2 separate regions of the Macaca mulatta genome follow, and region 1 is linked to region 2. A link is a contact called in public Hi-C data. All regions are on one chromosome and are shown on one strand. Each heading gives the region's core, a stretch centred on a gene start, on an enhancer-like site or on the middle of the called end of the contact. The rest is flanking DNA. Distances are from core to core; before and after follow the strand shown.

Region 1 (3,665 bases), core at 165-2,664, 150 kb after region 2:
CCAACATGGCGAAACCCTGTCTTTACTAAAAATACAAAAATTAGCCGGGCATAGTGGTGGGCGCCCGTAATCCCAGCTACTTGGGAGGCTGAGGCAGGAGAATCGCTTGAACCTTTGGGGGAGGAGGTTGCAGTGGGCTGAGATCATGCCAGATCACTCCAGGCTGGGCAAAAGAGCAAAATTCAGTCTCAAAAAAAAAAAAAAAAAAAAAAAAAAAAGAAGGGCCATAGTATGAGAGGACAAGGGGGGACGTGAGGGGAGCCAGGGAGGAAGAAAAGGCTTCTGAGATGGGAGAAGGAATCAGAGAGGTGGGAGGACGCTGAGGAAAGGGGAGTTGTCTTAGCGGGAGGATGCTTGGGGAAGGGAGGAATCTTAGGAGGATGCTAAGCTAAGGGGAGAAGTTTGGAGAAATGAGGGAGGAGTCTGAGCGGCAGAAGGTACCAGGAAGGCTGAGCCTGTGCTTTCACGAAATTTGATCTTCCCCTCTTCCATTCTCCATGACCGATACCAGATAGCATAGCATTTAGAAAAAAGAGTAAATCTTGGCCAGGCGCGAAGGCTCACGCCTGTAATCCCAACACTTTGGGAGGTCAAGGTGGGTGAATCACTTTAGGTTAGGAATTTGAAACCAGCCTGGCCAACATGGTGAAACCCCGTCTCCATTAAAAATACAAAAATTAGCTGGGCGTGATGGTGCATGCCTGTAATCCCAGCTACTCGGGAGGTTGAGGCAGGAGAATCGCTTGAACCCGGAGGCGGAGGTTGCAGTGAACCGAGATCGCGCAACTGCACTCCAGCTTGGGCGACAGAGCAAGACTCTGTCTCAAAAAAAAAGAAAAAGAAAAAACCTTCCGAAGAAGTCTTTCGTTTCACCACTCCACGACTCCGAAGAGGCTGAGGGGGGTGGGGAGGGCATAGATGGTCGTAAGGAAAGGGTTTGGAGGTAAGAAGGGACTGAGAGGGGAAATACACGGAGAAGAAAAGCAAATAAAAAGGAGGCCGAAGGCTGCTCCCGGTTGCATGGCAACCTCTGCAGTCAGAAGCCAGCATGGCCTGCTAGGAGGTGTGGCTTACGGAAACAAGCCAGTTCTAGCCCCGCCTCCTGGCAACAAGATTAACCAAGTACCGCCCCCTAGCAACGGATTATTGGAGGCGGGGTTCGGTTTACCTAGTCTCCAAATGTCCAGGGCCTTTGAGCAGGCGCAGAGATGTCTGTACCGCGTAGGTCCGCCTCCGCGCAACACCTTTCTGGGGCTTCCCATTGGAGAGCAAGCCTGTCAAGTGCTTTCTGTTGTTTCGGAGGCGGGGCCTGCTGCCCTGCCTGCACTTCGATTGGCCCCGCGGGCCGTCTACCTCTGGCCGGACATACCGACATCAGCTTTTTGTACGACTGTTGGCCCTGGAAGACGATCCTTTGGTGGCGAGGGCGGGGAGGACTAAAGCGCCCACTGTGGATTGGACGGTGTCAAAAAGAGGGGCGGTCCCTACTGAAGGGGCGGTTGGGCGACCAAGGGAGAGTCTTTTCAGCGCTGAGGTCTGGCGCTGAGGAGGCGGCGGTGGCTCCCGGGGCGTTTGAGCGGGCTCACCCGAGCCCGCGGGCCAACGCGGATCCAGGCCCGACCGGCGGGACCGCCCCGGACTCCCCGCGGGCCTTCCTAGCCGCCATGGAGGACGGCGTCTATGGTAGGTCGGGGAGGGGCGGGGTCGGCTGGGAGCTGCTGGAGCGTTTTCTCCTGAACGTTCCGCCGCGAACGTTTCCCCCTGGAGGGCGCAGCCCAGAAGCTTTCGGCCCAGTAGTAGACTTGTCGCGCCGCTTTTGTGGGGCGCTGGACGGGCTTCCGGCGGGGCCCGAAAGCGGGGCGTTCCAGGCCATTGTTTGGGCTGATCCTGTTTCCGGTGGCGGCGGGAGGGGCGGGATGGAGCGGTGGAGGCGAGGCCGGGGCGGAACCATTCCCGCTGGAGGGGCGGGCAAGCCCAGCGTCTGCCGGGGCCGGGGAGGGGCGCTCGGGTTGCGGGGAGGGGAGAAATCTTGGGGGGCGGGGGCCTTCGATGTCCCGCCCCGTCTTCCCAACTCTCCCGAGCTGTCATCAGCTCCCGCGGCCGTAGTGACTGTTCATGGACCCAGGAGTCCGGATAACCAGGTCCCCAGCTACCTCGCCAGTAATGGAGTCAGAAAACCAAGGCCTCAGTCCCCTTCCAAGTAATGGACCTAGAAGCTCAGGCCCCCAACCCTTTCTTCCCTCACACCTAAGAGCTCAGGCACCTATTCCCCTTCTCCTTCAGACTCTGGAATCCGGGCCCCAAGTCCCCTCCTCCCCCCAGGACTCAAGAGTTTAGAGCCCCGGCCCTTCTCTGCACGGAGGAATCCAGGCCCCCAGCGCAGTCTTCTGTGCAGACATGGAAGGCCCTTATGCATCCTCTCCCAGCTCTGTCCGCCCCCAGATTGCAGGAATTCAGGCTCATGGTCCCCAGCACTGACTTTTAAACCGTGACCCCGACCCCTAGAACCCCCAGACCTGACTCCGGAGGAGCGGATGGAGCTGGAGAACATCCGGCGGCGGAAGCAGGAGCTGCTGGTGGAGATTCAGCGCCTGCGGGAGGAGCTCAGTGAAGCCATGAGCGAGGTGGAGGGGCTGGAGGCCAATGAGGGCAGGTGAGGGCTGGGGCGGGTGACCTGGGGGGCGTGGGGTTGACTGAGGCCAGGAATGCCCAGGCATTGACCCCCCATCCCCCACCCTGCTCTCTGCTCCTGCAGTAAGACCTTGCAGCGGAACCGGAAGATGGCAATGGGCAGGAAGAAGTTCAACATGGACCCCAAGAAGGTGCTTGGGGCCACAGGACTGGGATCCGCTGGGCAAACATCCGGGCAGGGGCTTCTGGCACCTCCGGGTTCCAGAAGCGTGATGGTTCCGGGTCTATTCTAGGTGGACAGACTTGGTCCTAATCCCTGGATTCAGATACTGGCTGTCCATTTGTTCTCTGAACACTGACCAAGTGTTCCAGGCCTCCTGACGCTTATGTTTCGTCCCCTGCCCTGAAGGTTGTCTTCCACTTTCTACTTGTGTGGGCGCACTTCTAGTCCCAAGATGAGCTCGAGTCTTGTAGGGCTGTAGACAAAGTGATATGCACAAAGGAGAGTTGACCTCCCTCCTGCAAAGGTGCCATGACAGAGGGAGGTATCAGGGTAGTAGATTTCTGGAGGAGGCAGGCTGGTGGAGTCAGGGAGGGCTTCCTTGAGGAGGAGACATTCAGGTCGGGTTTGAAGGATGAGTAGGTGTTCACTAGGTGGAGGAATGGCTTTTGTTCACTTACTTTTTTTTTTTTTTTTTGTGAGACAGAGTCTTGCTCTGTCACCCAGACTGGAGTGCAGTGATGTGATCTCGGCTCATTGTAACCTCCCCATCCCATGTTCAAGCGATTCTCCTGCCTCAGCCTCCCAAGTAGCTGGGCTTACAGACTCCCGCCACCATGCCCAACTAATTTATGTATTTTTAGTAAAGATGGGGTTTCACCATGTTGGCCAGGCTGATTTCAAACTCCTGACCTCAGATGATCTGCCCACCTCAGCCTCCCAAAGTGCTGGGATTACAGGCATGAGCCACCATGTCCGGCCTGTTCACATACTCATTTAACACCCGTTCTTTTTTTTTTTTTTTTTTTTTGAG
Region 2 (4,071 bases), core at 1,497-3,996:
AACCTAATGGCTTCCCACTACATTTAGAATGAAATCCAAGCCCCTCCCCTAGTCTTCAAGGGCACCCTTTGATTTCCCTTCTTACCACTCCCTCTGTCTCCCTATGTGCCAGCCACACTGGCCCTTCTGTCTGCTCCCTGAACAACCTGAGCTTGTTCTCAAAAGCTTTAAGAGCTTTTGCACTTCCTCTTCCCCCCACTTCCCCCCACCGCTCCCCGACCCCAGCATTCAAATGACTCCTGTCTTCAGCTCAAATTTTACCTCCTCCAAGACGCCTTCCCTGATTCTCCTGTTTCAAGTAGTCTCCCCTGCACTCCGTCATTATCTCCATCACTGTTTTATTTATTATTTATTTCTTTTTCTTTCTTTTTTTGAGATGGAGTCTTGCTCTGTCACCCAGGCTGGAGTGCAGTAGCATGATTTCAGCTCACTGCAACCTCCACCTCCCAGGTTCAAGCAATTCTCCTGTCTCAGCCTCCCGAGTAGCTTGGATTACAGGCGCCCACTACCACGCCCAGCTAGTTTTTGTATTTTTAGTAAAGACAGGGTTTCACCATGTTGGCCAGGCTGGTCTTGAACTCCCGACCTCAGGTGATCCTCCAGCCTCGGCCTCCCAAAGTGCTGAGATTACAGGCATGAGCCACCGCGTCCACCCTATTGTATTTGTTTTGCAAGGCGGTTATCCCTAGCTGAGATTTATCTTCATCATTGATGTTTTCTCTTGTCTGTCTTCCTCTACTAGAAGACAAGCTCCATAATACCAGCAGGGGTCGTGTCTGTTTTCATTATTAACTCCTAGATCGGAGTACATGTTCAATAAATGTTTGATGAAGGAACAGCTTAGGTGTGTGAGTGTACCAGTATTACCTTATTCATTCAGCATAAGTATCAGAATTATTATTATCAGTATTAGTATTTTGTCAGTATTATTATACTCTTGACATAGACTAAGATACTGGAGCCCAGGTGGGTGAAATAATTGGCTCAAAGTCACTGAGCCAGGAAATGATGGCGCTGGGATTCTTAACTTCTGTCTCCTCCTCCCCGCCTTCCAGAGTTTCACGCATTTCTTTTTTTTTTTTTTTTTTTTTTTTTTTTTTGAGACGGAGTCTTGCTCTGTCGCCCAGGCTGGAGTGCAGTGGCCGGATCTCAGCTCACTGCAAGCTCCGCCTCCCGGGTTCACGCCATTCTCCTGCCTCAGCCTCCCGAGTAGCTGGGACTACAGGCGTGCGCCACATCGCCCGGCTAGTTTTTTGTTATTTTTTAGTAGAGACGGGGTTTCACCATGTTAGCCAGGATGGTCTCGATCTCCTGACCTCGTGATCCACCCGTCTCGGCCTCCCAAAGTGCTGGGATTACAGGCTTGAGCCACCGCGCCCGGCCTTTTTTTTTTTTTTTTTTTTTTGCCACAGAGTCTCACTTTGTCACCCAGGCTGGAGGGCAGTGGTGCAAACTCAGCTCACTGCAGCCTCCACCTCTCGCGTTCAAGCGATTCTTGTGGCTCAGCCTCCCGAGTAGCTGGGATTACAGTCGCCCGCCACCACGCCCGGCTCATTTTTGTATTTTTGATAGAGACGGGTTTCCACCATGTTGGCCAGGCTGGTCTCGAGCTCCTGACCTCAGATGATCTGCCCGTCTCGGCCTCCCAAAAGTGCTGGGATTACAGGCGTGAGCCACATTGTCCTGCCGAGTTTCACAAACTTCATCTCCCATCCTCTAACCCCCACCACGGGGCCAACTTCATCAGCCCAATCTCAATGCATGCCACAGAAATCTGGCCTCCTTTCCCAGACTCCTATCCAGCCCCAGGCTCCATCAGGGAAAGCAGACATCCGGTCCCAAGACAAGACCTCAAAACCCAAGGGTCCTGAGAATCGGGCCCTCCCACCCGTGACGCTTGCCCCTCCCCAGAGCCCCATTCCAAGAGTTTCTCCTCTCAACTCTGGGAGGGAGCCCCAGATGATGTCTGTCTGAGGGGATTGGGTGGGGGCCCAAAGAAAGAGGAACCGGAGTGCCTGGGCCCTCCCACTGGCGGCGGACCTCAGCTGGGCGCGGTGAGAGTGGGTTTATAAAAGGGTCAGTATATATTGCGAGGAGGAGAGAAAGAGAAACGGGAGCAAGAGAGAAGGCGGCCCAGACAGTGAGGGCAGGAGGAAGAGAGGAGAGGCAGAAGGAGAGAGAGCGAGAGAGAAAGGGTTCCGGATTGGAGGGGAGAGCAAGGGAGGAAGGCGGTGAGAGAGGCGGGGGCCTCCGGAGGGTGAAAGGAGGGAGGAGAAGGGCGGGGCACGGAGGCCCGAGCGAGGGACGAGACCGACTCCAGCTCTGACTTTTTCGCGGCTCTCGGTAAGTTTCCAGTCCGTTATTCAGGGCTGGGACTTCTTAATTTACTTGGGAATGTAGCAGTTTGGGAAGGACACCCCCAGGCTGGGAGAGACGCCCCTTACTCTTGGAAATCCTTGTCATTTAATAAGTGATCTCTTAGCACTTGAGGTGGGGATATGGGAAGGGGTGGGGCCCAGCAAAGTTTTGGGGTCCCAGCAGAGCCCTCCACCGAAAACTTCCTGCAGTTTTTTCCTCAGCGGTGTCCACTGTCCTCTGAGGGCCCTGAGATCAGGGCATTGCATGAGAACACCCCAAATCTGGGAGACCTCTAGGTCCCCTGTTCCTGGGCACCAAAGGGTCCTGGGAGGCTAACTCCTTCTCAGGCCTCTCTTCCCCGCAAGGCGAATCCCATCCATTTCCTCCAGAAGATGTCCAGCAATCACCAGTCTGGCAGCAGGGTGGGGTGAGGACCTCGTGGACATAGCCACAGGCTGGGGTTTCCCTGGTGCTTAGAGATGGGGGGGAGCAGGAATGAGTCACCAGATGACTCACCAGGTCCCCCTCCTCCCCTCACCCCAGGAGAGGAGTGGTGTGAGTCAAGGATGCCTGTCGCTGGGGACAGCTCCTCCATCCTGATACATCAGGGTTTGGGGCGGGGGTCTCAACTTGAATTTTCACCATCTGGCCTGTATGTAACCCAGAGACAGGGTTCTGGGGAGAAAGGAGCCACATTGTGAGTCCTCCTCATTCAAGGACCCCAAGAATCCACCTCTGGCCCTCTCCACCCCTCCAGCCAATGGGGAACTCAGGAATCCAGGCCCCAGCGGCCTCCTCCCTGAGAGACCCAGGAGTCTGCACCCAAGCCCTTCCTCCATCAGGAGACATCTCACCTGCCTTTGTGCCTTTTTTTTTTTTTTTTTTTTTTTTGAGACAGAGTCTTGTTCTGTCACCCAGGCTGGAGTGCAATGGCATGATCTCGGCTCATTGCAACCTTCGCCTCCCGGATTCCAGTGACTCTCCTGTCTCAGCCTCCTGAGTAGCTGGGATTACAGGCGTGCACCACCACACCCAGCTCATTTTGTATTTTTAGTAGAGATGGGGTTTCACCATGTTGGCCAGGCTGGTCTCGATCTCCTGACCTCAAGTGATCCGCCTGCCTCGGCCTCCCAAAGTGCTGGGATTATAGGCGTGAGCCACTGTGCCTGGGCTGTGCCAACCTCTTGAGACTCCGTCCCCTGCTCCCCCTCCCCAGGCTTCCACCGCAGCCATGTCACTCCTCTTGCTGGTGGTCTCAGCCCTTCACATCCTCATTCTCATCCTGCTTTTTGTGGCCACTTTGGACAAGGTAAGCCTATTTGGAGCTCAGGGCCCTTCTGCTCCCCTTTGGAATCTTGCCATGCCCCTCCTCTAAAGGCACTCTGGCCCCGCCCCTTTACCTAGTATTTATTTTATATTTTATTTTATTTATTTTTTTTTTTTAATTTTTTTTGAGACGGAGTCTGGCTCTGTCGCCCAGGCTGGAGTGCAGTGGCCGGATCTCAGCTCACTGCAAGCTCTGCCTCCCGGGTTTACGCCATTCTCTTGCCTCAGCCTCCTGAGTAGCTGGGACTACAGACGCCCGCCACCTCGCCCGGCTAGTTTTTTGTATTTTTTTTAGTAGAGACGGGGTTTCACCGTGTTAGCCAGGATGGTCTCGATCTCCTGACCTTGTGATCCGCCCATCTCGGCCTCCCAAAGTGCTGCGATTAC

What was found. Hi-C and Micro-C count contacts between places; a contact is called where the count stands out from the background.
Region 1: a contact with region 2 is called in a Hi-C map of CD4 T cells, with 3 times the contacts expected there. The contact joins the promoter of CYTH2 here to the promoter of EMP3 in region 2. A contact is called at or near these places in 2 of 14 Hi-C or Micro-C datasets (CD4 T cells and cortical neurons).

What each region holds. Positions count from the first base shown.
Region 1 is chr19:60,929,673-60,933,337 of T2T-MMU8v2.0, forward strand. It overlaps CYTH2 (cytohesin 2), which reads left to right and starts at 1,415. Exons shown (of 12, transcript NM_001260891.1): 1 at 1,415-1,683; 2 at 2,506-2,653; 3 at 2,756-2,822. The coding sequence starts at 1,665. LOC106994812 (a long non-coding RNA gene) reads right to left here and starts at 1,898. Exons shown (of 2, transcript XR_013410045.1): 1 at 1,169-1,898.
Region 2 is chr19:60,782,014-60,786,084 of T2T-MMU8v2.0, forward strand. It overlaps EMP3 (epithelial membrane protein 3), which reads left to right and starts at 2,747. Exons shown (of 5, transcript NM_001194829.1): 1 at 2,747-2,785; 2 at 3,575-3,667. The coding sequence starts at 3,590.